3 separate regions of the Mus musculus genome follow, and all the other regions are linked to region 3. A link is a contact called in public HiChIP or PLAC-seq and Micro-C data. All regions are on one chromosome and are shown on one strand. The core of a region is the stretch at or near the end of the contact, and the rest is flanking DNA. Distances in the headings are between cores, read along the strand shown. Region 1 overlaps Enox1 (ecto-NOX disulfide-thiol exchanger 1). Region 2 overlaps Enox1 (ecto-NOX disulfide-thiol exchanger 1). Region 3 overlaps Tnfsf11 (tumor necrosis factor (ligand) superfamily, member 11).

What was found. Hi-C and Micro-C count contacts between places; a contact is called where the count stands out from the background. HiChIP or PLAC-seq counts read pairs in DNA pulled down with a chosen protein or histone mark.
Region 1: a contact with region 3 is called in a Micro-C map of embryonic stem cells, with 2.3 times the contacts expected there. The contact joins two enhancer-like sites. A contact is called at or near these places in 1 of 484 Hi-C or Micro-C datasets (embryonic stem cells), 2 of 115 datasets of contacts at active chromatin or transcription factors (both in embryonic stem cells) and 1 of 9 other capture datasets (embryonic trunk).
Region 2: an H3K27ac HiChIP or PLAC-seq map of embryonic stem cells shows a contact between it and region 3, with 2.2 times the contacts expected there. The contact joins two enhancer-like sites. A contact is called at or near these places in 4 of 484 Hi-C or Micro-C datasets (the N1E-115 cell line, cortical neurons, myocytes and 1 more), 2 of 115 datasets of contacts at active chromatin or transcription factors (differentiating embryonic stem cells and embryonic stem cells) and 2 of 9 other capture datasets (embryonic stem cells and embryonic tail).

The regions. Positions count from the first base shown.
Region 1 is chr14:77,517,088-77,521,761 of GRCm38.p6, reverse strand. All of the region lies in intron 7 of Enox1 (ecto-NOX disulfide-thiol exchanger 1), which reads right to left. Among named protein-coding and RNA genes, the nearest start is that of Gm6994, 13 kb to the right of the region's middle. Within about 2 kb of position 2,636, at least 45 of the 459 cell types and tissues checked have an H3K27ac peak or open chromatin away from gene starts, as enhancers often do. A contact at or near this core is called in embryonic stem cells, where this site is marked.
Region 2 is chr14:77,624,131-77,628,905 of GRCm38.p6, reverse strand. The region is part of intron 13 of Enox1 (ecto-NOX disulfide-thiol exchanger 1); the gene reads right to left. Among named protein-coding and RNA genes, the nearest start is that of Gm52115, 30 kb to the right of the region's middle. Within about 2 kb of position 1,970, at least 19 of the 459 cell types and tissues checked have an H3K27ac peak or open chromatin away from gene starts, as enhancers often do. A contact at or near this core is called in embryonic stem cells, where this site is marked.
Region 3 is chr14:78,288,161-78,292,732 of GRCm38.p6, reverse strand. All of the region lies in intron 2 of Tnfsf11 (tumor necrosis factor (ligand) superfamily, member 11), which reads left to right. Among named protein-coding and RNA genes, the nearest start is that of Tnfsf11, 18 kb to the left of the region's middle. Within about 2 kb of position 2,827, at least 27 of the 459 cell types and tissues checked have an H3K27ac peak or open chromatin away from gene starts, as enhancers often do. A contact at or near this core is called in embryonic stem cells, where this site is marked.

The DNA of each region.
Region 1 (4,674 bases), core at 1,387-3,886, 770 kb after region 3:
AGACTGCTTGAACCAAAGCTTCCCTCTTGGGTTCGTATTGACTGACCCCTAACACATAATGGCAACAACACTTGAGCACCCCCCCCCCCCCACCGCCCTGCATGAATCTACACTGTTTTTGTGGGTGGCTGCAACATGATTTTTATTTCTCCTGTGTAGGAGAATCAATAACTCCTGGAATTAGATGTATCCCTTGTAGGGAGGTAAAACTTCTGCCAAATCCTCGTCCCACAGTGCCTGTGGGCAATAGACCATGCATCCCAGTGGGCACTGTTGTTGGGGGAGAATCAGGAGTCACCTGACTGAGGTGGTGGCACTGAGGTCCTGTCCTGTGCTCCCTAGGAGCAAAAAGATTCATGCTGGCCCTTATTATTTGAGGGGTCTGCGGCTGGGCCCCCCTGAAAGTCTCCCTGAGAGGACAATTCCTTTTAGTGGGAGGTGGCTTACCATTTTTTTGTGAAATTTAGATGTACATTCTTTCTGCCAAAGGAAACCTTTCTGGCAGCATCCAGAGAATGTAGCCGGAGTGGCAGCCTCTGCTCCACTCACAGCACTCTGCCCTGGTGCTTTGCCACTTGGTCCGAGAGGGCATTGGCGGCTTATGTGACCGGGCTGCCCACCACTGAATCAAAGGTCAGAGCTTGGAACTTTATTTTTACGTCCCCCCTTTTTGAAATGGGGAAAGCACCCGAAGAGCTGCTGCCATTGCAGCACTTGTAAAGTCACACTGAGGCAGACAAAATGTGTGACACCTTGCAACAGAGGATCGTCCCCGTGGGGTGGCCTCTTGGTCTGCTTCTCTCAGACTTATATGAGATTGTCTTCCACTACCCATATCAGGAAGTTCTTTCAAAGTTTCGCTTTCAGAGATAGCAAGATTTGCCTATAAAGCCTTCGCCATGGAGGTGGCTGAGGATGGCGGCTTCAGTGATGAAGTAGCTTGCCCCAAAGGAATTAAATCGGAGCAAGTTGACCTCACTGCAGCCCAGCTAGACAGTGGCAGATAATCAGCCATTCCTGATCTTCAGGCTCGCTCATGTATGTTCCACAAGAGAAGAGCAAGCCCAGGAGGCTCTTCACCCTCTTGGATCTGTACCCACTAGCGAATGTCTTTACCAACCTTGTGCCATGGATCAAGGCTCAATGACCTTTCTTCTAACTTTCTGTATGAACTCAAGGAAATCGTGCAAGACCTGTGTGAACCTTGACACATTTCTTACTAACCACTTGTCTCAAGACCTTAATATACATTTCTCTGCTTTTTGAATTTGCTTGACCCATTTTTATTTACCAAATCTTCACCCCTTTTCCCAGCTCTATCTCACACCACGAATGAAATCTGTCCCAAATTGAATTTGCCCAACATACTTACCTACCCTTGTCTCAGACTCTGTCCTGGGTGCCAACTGCCAAGGTCTAGCCTCAGCTTGGAGAGGGGGAGAAGGGATGTCTGGGAGCAACGAAAACAAACAACTTGAAGTCAAATCGTGGGTCCAAGCTGGTGGCCTTGTTCTCTCTGTTCAGTTTTATTTCTGATCTGCTTTCTCTAGAGGTGTCTGCCTGAAACAGTTCTCCAAGTCTCTCCAGTTCTCTCTTGCTATGCTAAAAACTTTCCCTGGCTAGCTCACAACCTAGGAGCAAAAACTCCGTCTTTTATTTTACATAATTTTACATATTAATGCAGTCATTTACTTCGGGTTTCCCTTTGGTTATCCTATGAATTAGCCTCCCTAGACCCAAGCTCCTTAATTTTTAGGCTATAGCAAACACACATTTTCTCTAAACCTTGCAAAAGAATTAGGAGATCTGCCTGCCTCTGTTAAGCTGGGTGGGACCCAGTCCTAAAATTACCATTTCTACCACACCTTGGTCCTGGATTCAGTATGTCCCAGGCTGACCTTGAATTCAGGAATCTGCCTGCATTTGTATAAGCCTGTCTTTGAATCTTTCTGAAAAGCTGGCTCATTAATGCAGCTGCCTTTGTTCCTTTATATTCCTGAAGCCCCTCATATAATTCATACTACATCTTTATATTTTTTTGCATATTTGACAAATTATATGTTTTCAAACTCATGATTTTAGAGTTCTTTGCTACTGGCTGGGCTGAGTGAAGGTCTCAGCTTTTACCATTTTGCATTTAAGCCACACCTTTGCTTCCTGGACTCCAGCTGTGTGATTATCATGGTGTCATTAATGTTAATAGGAAGGACTTCCTTTAAAGGAGGAATGTGTAATATATACATTATTATACAAATAGGCCTTAAGCCCTTGGCAGCCTTTGACTTGTGGAGGCCCACAGCCACTGACACGTGGAAGTCTCCTCGTGTCTGCTGTCCCTATTCCAGGGGCAAGAACTGCCCCCACCTAGGCCATGGCGGACAGACTCCTCTTTCTTTCTGTCATTTTTCTTAGTTTGTCTGGGAATGGGTGACCTAGAACTCCTTATGTAGATAAGTCTGTCCTCAGACTTACAAGAGTTAGTCCCAACTCTATCTCTTGAGTGCCGAGACTGAAGTGTGCTTTTTGTTTGTTTTTGTTCTGGTTTTGGCTTATGGTTCCTCTGGAGGTCTAGAGTCCATTGTGGTGGGGCAGAAACAGAATACTGACAGGAGCAGGAAACTGCCTGTTCTATTTCTGTCCACACAGGAAGTGGAGAGAGCAAACAGGAGGTGGGTTGAGGCAATAAAACCCTCAAAACCAACCCTCAAAGGCGTGGTGGCCCACGCCTTTAATCCCAGCACTCAGGAGGCAGAGGCAGGTGGATTTCTGAGTTCGAGGCCAGACTGGTCTACAAGGTGAGTTCCAGGCCAGCCAGGGCTACACAGAGAAACCCTGTCTCAAAAAAAAAAAAAAAATCACTTCATTCAGTGAAGCTGTATCATTCAAAACCTCCCCAAACAGACCACCAACTGGTAACCTAGTGTTAAAATACCTGAAGCAGTAGAGGACAAGTCTCCTTCAAACCACCTACTTCAGAAATGTACGCTTATCACCTGTCATGCTAATTCCTGTTTCTCTGGTTGCTTGTATTGTATTGTATAATACAATATCATTTTGAGCCTCTGGTAACATTGTGGTGTATGAATAACTATATCAGCACACTGTCCCAGTGTCCTCGAGAGGAGGATAAGTAACTGTGCAGAGTGGAACGAAACTGGCACAACAAGTGCATGAAATCTGGCACACAAACCCTGAACTCTAAGTCAAGGGCCTGTCTGGTTTCGGAATCTGGAGACTGAGAGATGTTTCAATTAGTTAGAAAATGAAAACAAAAGAGAATTTGAAGCAGCATCTCTGAGAGAGAGAGAGAGTCCCTCCACTGCACGCCGTGCTCCCTACCTGCCCTGAATCATGCCTGGGTCAGAGAATCTCACCACCACCACAAGAGAAATTGGAGAAGTTGGCTGCTGGGAGCATTGTTTTCCTATTAAATGAGAGCCTTGTGCAGTTTATCAGCAGAGTGCCCTGAATACCCGTGAGCAGAGGATGCGGTGGGTGGCAAGGTTCCCGGGAGGTATTTGTTACCTCAGACCCCACCTTTCCTTTCAAGCCTTGGAGCCCAGCAGTACAAAGAATCCAGCAGGTCACAGGAGAGATACACGAGGGAGGGGCTGGGGTCAGAGGTCAGAGTGACAACTGCATAGGCAGAAAAAGGGATTCCCCCAATTTCACTGCAGAAAAGTCCCCATGGTAGGCAAGACCATCATGTGTCATGGTTGCCAGATACTTCTCCCTGTTTCCACCCTACCTGAGCTGAGGGTCCATAAAGTAGACGTTATGCTGTCTGTATGCCCTTCCAAAGAGGTACCTAAACTTGTCATGGCAAAGAGGAAACCGCGATTGGCCCTTCCCCTTCGTTTCTTCTCGACTTCTGCACCATCTGATCGATTTCCAAGGCTGGACTCCTAGGACCCGTGGTTATTCTTCACGCTCCTTATACTCCACATGGACTCCCTAATGTTTCAATGATCATAATAAATGCCTCTGGAGGCCCTTCACATGGCTGCATCTCCAATGCCAGGATCATGACTATCATTGCGTTATTTTATTATTGTCTCTTGTCTGTGCAACTGTTACAGCCTTGTATCTGACCACCTGTTGCCAACTTTCCACAATTTTTAAGTGCAGTGGCTATCTCTGTATGTCACCACGGCTGCACTTGCCACTCTGCGGTGTCACCCCAATGGCATCCATAACTATTAGAAACATCTCCCCTTACCCTGTTTATTTGTCTTTGCTTATTTCCTTATTCCCGTTTCTCCTTCGACTCTGCCACGTGGCGGTGAGGACTACATCTTGTAATCCCAGCATTCAGCGCAACATCTGGCTCAGTAAATCCCAGTTAAAGGGGCGATGCTCGAGGAGATGAAAGGATTTAACAAATGCCTCTTCATATCTGGGCACATTAAAGAGGATAAAAGGTGTCCCTTGGAGGATTAAACAACCCAAGAAGGGAATTATTTTAAAAAAAAAAAGTATAGTCTGAGAAAGCAGAGAAGAATGAAAATGAATGAAAACCACAGGGAAGGGGAGTAGATAATGAAGAAGGCGGTGAGGAAAGGCATTCACGTTATTCCTGCCATGAGCCAGAGAGTGAAACTCTCAGAGTGGCAGGAGCTTGCAAGGATGGGGAGCTAGGCATGTGTAAAGAGGAAAGAGCAAGGAACGAACACA
Region 2 (4,775 bases), core at 721-3,220, 660 kb after region 3:
TCTTCCTGTACATCACACATTTTGATCTTTGACTATGGCGTTACTTTCTCTCTCTCTCTCTCTCTCTCTCTCTCTCTCTCTCATCCTGTTACCTTGTCTTATCTTGCTCTTTCCCTTCCCACCTACCACAAAGAACCATTGACCCTCATGTTAAAATCCCTCTCCATCCTTTGTACCTCAGAATCCCCCGTGTAGTGGTTTGATAACAGGACTGGACATTAGCTCAGAGCATGGCTATGCGTACCAGGTTCCCCAGGTGATCCTGTGTGTAGCCCAGCCTAGGTTGTTCATCTATACCTCCTGTTAATAATTTCTGCTATTACAGTGCAAGGTATTTTCAACTTGCCATAAATCCTTTTATTGAATCTTTCCCCATAATCTTATTTAGAAGAAAAAGAAGAGGAGGAGGAGGAGGAGGAGGAGGAGGAGGCGGCGGAAACTAAGAGTAAGCTGCCCTTAAGAAATCTCATGCCAGGCGTGGTGTCGTATGCCTTTAATCCCAGCACTCGGGAGGCAGAGGCAGGCGGATTTCTGAGTTCGAGGCCAGCCTGGTCTACAAAGTGGGTTCCAGGATAGCCAGGGCTATCCAGAGAAACCCTGTCTCAAAAAACCAAAAAAAAAAAAAAAAAAAAAAAAAAAAAAAAAAAAAAAAAAAAAGAAATCTCATGGCTGAAGAAGGGATAAGCTATCCCAGAGACAATGCTAAGTTGCACCAAGGAGTCTGACTTGTTCTGGCCTCCATGCTGGTCTGCACTCCACTGGGGACACCAGTTCTTGGTCTCGCATGTTCCTTTCTCAGCTGCTCTAAAGCCTTTGTCACCTGAACAACAAATATTCTTTTCCAAACAGCCTCCAGGTGAGTCTGGCCCTCCTCAAGCTCACAGAATGCAGAGTCTGTGCAGAAGATCGGGGGAGGACTGTTAGAACGCTGGGTGTTTCTAAGTTCAGTCTTCTAAGAACACTGCTTTCTAGTGCCAGAGTGTGAGCTCCCAAGAAACCTGGCTTGGACAGCTCCATCTTCTCCGAGTCCTTGGCCAGGAGGAGCAGGGTGCATTTTATAAACTGTCTGCATGGCCACTTTAGCTGCCTTTCTTCCATTGAACAGAGTAGTTCAGGCATTAAAACTCTTTTCCTATTGGGTATGATAACAACTTTCCCTGAATCCTCACCCAGACAGGTGGGTTTTTTTTTTTTTTTTTTTTGAGTTTCTGATGGGTATAATTTTTCAGATACTAATGTTCCACTCTCCCCACAAAGGCCCTTGCGAGTGCTGAATCCCCAGTTCAGCACAATTAATCACACACTAAATGCTTTTAAAGTGTGCTACTTTATTTTTTTTAATTGAGAACTAGAGCTGTTTGGGCAAGTTTATTAGGTGACCTTGATTAAAATAAAGAGGTCAGAAGTGGAACAGGCTTCAAACCCAATCAATGGTATTCTTTTTACAAAAAAAAAAAAAAAAAAAAAAAAAAAAAAGGAAAAAAAAAAGACTTCCTTCCAATTAAGCAGGAATTAGCATGAAATATTTTGTTTCTGAGAGGTTAAAAGAATTCCTTGGAGGAGGCCCTCTCTTGTTACTCGGCTTCTTATTGAACACAAGAGAAAGTGCTGTGGAGAGCTTCTATAAAGGGCTTTGTTAACACAGGGCTGATGATCCGGCATCAATTAGAATATTCCTTAGGAGCCTAAATGTTACATGGCAGGGGCTGAAAGAAAGAGTCTAATTTAAATGTTAATTTCTATTTGAAAAGCCCAAGGACCTAGCAACTTTCACACTCCCCCCCCTCAAAAAATTTAAAAAAAAAATCAACTATAGATGTATTTTTCATCTGTGGTAATTTTACCCTACCTCTCATTTCAACCTCGCTGTTCTTTGTCAGCTTCGTCCTTTACCTTCCCCTGTTTGCTCAGGATTTAATGACCTGAAAGGACAGCTCATTCATTCAACCCCGCGGAGTTACATATGGAGCCTCTGATACACAGTTAGGAAAGCGGAATGCCACAGAAAAGAGGGGAAGTAGTCTGGGGGACTGCCTCGTACTTCTGAGGAGCAGTGGATGTGAGAGAAATGCCATCATTCTCTGTACACCCCGCCTATACTGCCGTCCCTGTCGCTACTGGAGTGCAGGTGACATGGACTCTGTGAAGGAGAGAGGCACTAGTGGGTCAGAGATGGAAAGGTGGAGGGGCAGGACGAAAGCTCAGGAGGTAAAGAAAGGGCTTGCCTTGTGAACATGAGGCCCTGAGTTTTTATCTCTGAGAACCTATGTTAAAACAAGCAAACAGAGAGGTATTTCACTGCATGCCTGTGACCCCTACACATGGGGAGACATAGATGGTTAAATCCTTGGACCTCTCTGGCTAGCCAACCAGCCCGGCATACTGGGTGAGGTTTATGCCAGTGGAGGGTGGAGGTGAGGGGCAAACAAACCAAAATGGATGATGCCTGAGGACCAACTGCCAAGGTTGTCCTCCGGCCTCTATGTGTACATGTGGGAAGCCACATGTGCCGTTGCAGGGTGGCGCTGGCCACCACACATACATAGGCAGTAAAGTTTTTTGCCAAGAAGAGGTTTTGAGAATTAACCAATCAGATGAGAGACAAGTTAACCAATCAGATGAGAGATAAGTTAACCAATCAGATGAGAAAGAAGTTAACCAATCAGATGTGAGACATGCAAATGAGGTGGTAAGCATAACCCATGCATAACCAATCCGGGTGTGAGACATGCCTCTCCTAGGCCTATATAAGCAGCACCAGTTCTGGGCTTGGGGTCTCTTCGCCTCTGCAATCAAGCTCTCCCAATAAACGTGTGCAGAAGGATCCTGTTGTGGAGTCTGCTTTGCTGGCGAGTAAGGGCACGCACAAGATGTACACTTATACAGACAGAGTTGGGGGAGGGGGTTGGAAGCCTGATACCAATTCTCAGACATCAGACTTGGGACAAATCATGAAATGTCCCTGAGATCTCAGGGTCCTTATCTGAAAAATATAAAAATATTGTGAAGTATATGAAAATCATAGTCTTTGCTTTCATCATCTTTGGCTCAAGATGAAGATTTAAAATGTCCCTCTGAGAGATAAGAAATTAGTTCTTAGTTGTAGTTTCTTATCTGTCCAATAAGCCCACTGTAAACAATGCTGGGGCACCTGGAGAGAAAAGGACCCTGTAGTGGGCACAAGGGTGAGAGGCTCTCCCTTCTCAGGAGGGCCCGCCCTGTATCAGCTTAAATGCCCACAAAGGTTTCTCTGGTGTTCACAAAGTTGAGTTGAGCAAACATTTTTCAGACTCTCTCATTGCTCCCCGTTTCTCGGCTGGCTTTTGGTAGTAACTGTGACTGCACAGCAAAGCACAACTGTGTGGATTCTCTCCTAGGGAAGGGAGGACTGACAACAGGCTGTAAAGATTTTCTAGAATTTATGAGCAATACTTTCACTTCAGGGACCGAGTCTTAATTAGTCTTATAAGACGACGTTAGTAATTTCCCCTTTAATCTGGCACTTCCAGACAAAAGCCCTGGTCCCAGACACACTGTAAGGATTCAGTAAATGTTGTTAAATCTGTCACTGCTTTGTATTGTGACAATGCGTAAGATAATTCACAGAGGCAAGGAGCTGAGGCCAGGGAAAGGCGTGGTTTCCAGAATTACACAAACCATACTAGAAGAATCCGGTATGAAGATAAGATAGAAACTGGTCAGTAAGTCACTACGACAAGAAAGAAAGCTCATGTCTTGCCCTGCAAAGACTAGGCCAAATAGATCAGATTTCACCTCACGACTCATAATTACAGTAACTCAACAAGATCCATTATTGACTTCTTATATTTATTAAACAATTCAGCTTATTATTGGGGGCACAAAGACTCAATATTTGGTCCTTATTAGATTCAGAATATTGGGGAGAAGGGAAACATATTGCTCTCAAGACCTCCTCCAGCGCCAGCCTGCCCTGAGTGTGGGAACTGCAGTAAGATTGATATTGCCACGTGTGTTCTCCCTCAGACTTTTATTTTTAAGATATATTTAGAGGCATATCTCATAAAGAAAAACCCTGGGAGCAGGGAGACAGGGAGAGGCACTTCAATAAGCCCTGAAATTAGATGTTGAATCAATACACTGATGGCCTTGTGGGCTCTCCCGGGCCCTGGGGGCGGGGGAAAAAAGATGAGAAATCAAAGGGCAGCCGAAGAGGATGAGGATGGCAGCTCAGGTCCGCCATTGAGGGTTCGCGCATGCTCAGAGCTCAGAGTAGCCTTCCTTTTCCCGTTATTGCTCCAGAGACTTAGGAGACAGAGCACTGGCGGTGACTCTGTGTGTGTGTGTGTGTGTGTGTGTGTGTGTGTGTGTGTGTGTGTGTGTGTTTCATCCACCCCTAGCATTTCTTCAAATCATTTCTTCTTTCTGCCTACACCCAGATAGTAGACTCTCCAAGGAAATAGCACTCAAGCAGACGAGGGATGGTGACAACTTCCTGAACAGTTATTTTTGTTAGAATGGACTTAAAAACAGTTTGCTGGGTCCAGTACTGAGCCTGATACCTGGTTAACTTTTTTGTGATTCATAATGTAAAAGTCAATATTCATTACAGTATTATTAATGTAACACACGTGCCTCTCATAGTCATTTTCAGAGTACACAAAGAGGAAAGAACAAAAATCATTTATAAAGAAAAAAAAACAAATTGTAATCTTTTACAGATACTAAATATTTTCACCCATTTCCCTATAGATCTCCTCATAGCATATAAATTGTGAACATAATGCATATATAAG
Region 3 (4,572 bases), core at 1,578-4,077:
GGTTTCTTTGGCTTACATATGAGTGTTCGTCATGGAAGGGAGTCAGGGCAGGAAATTAGAAGTGGCTAGAACCTCGAGGCAGGAGCTGATAGGAAAAACACAGCAGAGTGCTTCTTACTCCCTATGTTGGCTTGCTCCCTATGGCTTGCTTCACTTGCCTTCTATAGAAACCAAGACCACCTGCCCAGGGATGGTCCCACCCACACGGGGCTGGGCCTTTGATCACTAATTAAGAAAATGCCCTACAGGTTTGCCTGTAGGTCCATCTTAGGGAGGCGTTTTTTTCTCAATTGAGGTTCCCATCTCCCAGATGACTCTGCCTTGTGTCAAGTTGACATAAAACAAGTCAGCACATGCGGCTAGTCACTTATCAGAAGCAAGTCATGTTGTACACTCATAAGATTTGTTAGGGTTGTGGGTCTCCAGTATAGTCTGTTTCCAGAGGGCAGCTTTCTCTCTGTAGCCGTGAGCCTGTTAGGGGCTTTTCTCTGGTGGCCTCTTTCCATTGTCCTCCTCAGTGTCTGCAGCGGCTGGTCTGACATCTTGGCTGCCCTGGGACTCCTACTCATAGAGTATCACGAACAGGGCTGGGAGACTGTGAAAGCCATCCTTTTGTGAGGAGGCGGTGTTTGGTGATGTAGAAAGCTCTGCTAGTTAGTGTATGGCTGGCATTCTTGTTGCTGTGGACACAGCAAAGCAAAGGCACGCCACACTCCTCCGTTGAGCCCCTGCATACCCCCCCTCCCCTTTAAAAATGCGTAGCATAATAGAAGACACTTTAAAGTTGGGCTTTTACGAAGACTAATACCGCTGTCATAAGGCATTTGCTAAATCAAAGCCCAAGGAGACCTTTAACCACTGCAGAAGCTTCCTCATTTAAACCATGAAGGTTAAACAATAAAAACTAATTTTCTATTCCCAGAGTACCCATTGCCCTTCCAGGAAAAGCATCACTCTTCTTTATGAAAACAAGGACGCATAGCTCCTCGGGCGGGCTCTCGGTGTAGAAAGTACATCAGCAGTTGTAGAACGTCTCTTCTGCTCACTCCTGGAAGAAATGGTACCCATGTGGCCGTCACGGCCAAGTTCTTCACCAGGAGCTTTCAAAGACGTCCATGGCATTGGCTCAGAGAGCAGGAGGAGGTCCGACCCTCAGGTTCAGTGGGTTAGAAACCCCTTCTGCCTTTGCCCTCTCCTTCTTTTCCTGAGCTGCTGGACTTCATCCCTCCCTCATGGGGATGGTGAGGAGTTGTGTTCATTCTGAGAGCTCTCCCGGGGCTAAGGTGAGGGGCATCTCTGGTGACAGAAGAGGGCTCTACAGTCTTAGCTTTGGGGACTCAAGGACTCCACCTAAGGACCTGCACCATCTTAACTAAGGACAAATAACCATCTCTCTCTGGGTATGAGCTTTAGGGTCAGGGAGAGCCGAGATAAGGATTCTAAGTCCTGCTCTGGCAGGGGTTGTACAGCGACACGGTAGTTGCTCTTCCAGTTCTTGGAGGTGAAAAAGCTTTGTGCCTAAAGATGACTCACTGAAGGTACCACTAGGGCATTCTGGCTAGGTACAAGACCAAACCAGGAACGATACACCTTGCAAGTCAATGGGGAACCAAAACAGAAACAATATTCCTTGCATGTTAAGGGTTCTTTTTGCATTTAAGGCAGTTAAAAATAAGTTCCTGTTTGTCCTATGTTAAGCCCTTGCAAATTAAGGTTTCTATTTGTAATTAAGAATAGGTTTCTGTTGATAAGTTATTTCTCCGCTGGTCAAATGAGCCAATTCCAGCCAGATTAGATTATATTAAAGAAAGGTTTGTTGGGAAGCTACTCTTGGGCGAGTTCTCTGGCCCCTGGGAAGGAGGCCAGGGAAGTCGCCATTGGAAGAGAGAGAGGAGAGGGGGGAACTAAAGAGAGAAAGTGTGCATGAACAGAGAGAAGGGGAGAGAGAGAGAGAGAGAGAGAGAGAGAGAGAGAGAGAGAGAGAGAGAGAGAGAAGAGAGGGAGGAGAACAAAATGTGTGGATTATATAGAGAAGAGCCCCTAAGGGAAGGGCAGCCCAGCCCCTGGGCTGGAAAGTTCACGGTTGGGGGCAGAGTATGCCAGCTAGGGACTGAGGGATGCTGGGAGAACCTGGAGGCCAGGTCTGCTTTGGTGTGTAAGATAAGCATCTCAGTCCCTTGACCCAGGATCTGGAACCAAGCACCCATTTCTTAAATCTGATGTAAACTGCAACCCCGTGTACGTGATGTACACTGTACCCTCGTTCCATCCCTATCATTCTTTCTAACAATGTATATAATAGCCAACTCTCACCCCTGTGAACACCTTACCTCTTCTTAAAAAAAAAAAAAAAGGAATTTCATGAGGCCAGCAGGGGCTGCTCTCTTGAATCCTGAGACTTAGGGTGAGTCATCTGGCTGACGAGTTCGTGGTGCATCCCAAACTACAGCTTGCTTGCTTTAATTGGACAATCGTGGATTTGGTCTTTTCTCCTCAAGATTCTCAGGTTTAGCAAAAGGAGCAGCAGGTATCAATGGTGCCCATGAATGGGAAGCCAGGTTCTGGCACCCGGCACCATCAGAAGCAGCTCCACACAGTACTGCCGGCATCTACCCACAGTGCTGCCAGCATCCTTGAGGGAGGAGGTGGCCCACAGGGGAGGAAGAGCTATGAAGCCAGGCAGTCAGCTCAGTTAACAGCTTATTGCTTTCTCTACACCCAAAGACTTCAGATAGCAAGTGTTCCAGTTTTCCCCTTGACCAAAACAGTTTCTAAGTCTTAAGATGTGGAAGGACAGTGGGATACGCCTTGCAAAATTCCTATCTCCTAATCGTGTACTTGGTTGCTTTGGCAACCAGCTCCCATCCCTTGAGTTATCTCATTGGCATGAATAGGTCTGGTTGAAAAAGGTTTATGAATAACAGAAGATGCTCCTATCCCCCCTCTCCCTCCCTCCCTTCCTCCCTCCTTCTCTCTCTCTCTCCCTCTCCCTCTTCCTCCTCGTCCTCGTCCTCCTCGTCCTCCTCGTCCTCGTCGTCCTCCTCCTCTTTCTTCTTCTTCTCTCTGTCTCTCTGTGTCTCTCTGTCTCTCTCTCTCCCTCCTCCTCCTCCTTCTCTCTCTCTCTCTGTCTCTCTCTGTCTCTCTGTCTCTGTCTGTCTGTCTGTCTGTCTGTCTCTCCCTCTATCTATCTTGCAATATCACAGAGGCCCAGTCGTGAGGGGGCCTTATAAACCTTAGGACTGTACTTGTTCCTGAAGTCACCAAGTGATTTCAAGAAGAGGAGGGACAAGTTCCCCTTGTACTTAAGATGCTTTTTCCTGCCACCATCCATGCATCTGTCTGTGGCACAAAGACTGTGAGATTAGGTAGGAAGAGGCAATTGTCTTCCTGAGGAGTGATGGGATCTTGATGCTGCAGCCTGGGCCCGGGAGGAGGAGATAGGATTTCTGAGCTATTTACCAAGTAGAAGTCCACAGGACTTCCCAGCAGGAGTGGGAAATGGACTATTCATTTCCAGAAAGAGCCGGGAGTGTGGCATTCAAGTGCTAACTGGCTGATGAATGCACTATTCTTGTAACTAGGTTGGAGAAGAATTACATGAAGGGTATCATTAAGATGTTAAAATGAATGCATTACATATGTTAACAAGTGTATGAACCCTGTATTATATCTGGCAAGCGGGGTGTTAAATCCTTGTTCAACCAGCCAGATGTCCCTGCAGCTGCTGTGGTATTGCAGAGGGAGGCAGCCACCTGAGACCCTTGCTACTGACTGCTGCGATAGTGTCTAGTGTCGGGAGCATCTGGCTGTACAAATTGCTTCTCCCGTGATTTGATTGACAGGTACCAATGGATCACGTGATTCCTATCACAGTCCAAATGGGATTTCAGACTGATAAACCCAGACTCCAATAACTTGACCTTTTACATGGAACCTAGGCAGCTGGGACATATATTTTTATTATTTAGAAGGATGGTATCCAGATTGCAGTCAAACAAACATAAAACCAATTTAATCTTATATACTCGGGGTCTTGTTCCTAGTAGTTAGTTATTTGGCAGTTTGTAAAGGCGGTTTAGAAATTGGTTGGAAGTGTTGAAATCCCTAGAGCCAGCCAAGGACTTTCAAGTACAACTCAGAGTTTGGTATTTATTCTTACCAGTGTGGCCTCCCATAAGTGGGCCCAACTTCTCAAGATGAGCAGCTATTTCCTGGGTTTGGAAAAAAAAAACCAACAAAAAACCAACCCTCCTAAATCATTTAAAAGGCCATGCAGGGGTCTGAAGGGAGCTAGGTCCTAGGAGACTGGATGCTTTCGCTATCACACTCCTGGGAACCACACTCTTTTGGATGTCCTGTTTAAGAAAAGTCGCACAAAGTCAAGACCACAGTTACACAATTGATCTTTTGTATGCCGTGCTCCCTGGAGGAGAGATTGTGAAATCCCAGCATTTTTTCCTATGAGTTAAACTACAGTTGAAATTAAGAAAAAAAATCAAATCAGTTGTTTTCATGTCTCTGCAGATGTACTCTGACAGAAAAGATGAAAAAAATTAATGTAATCTACTTTGA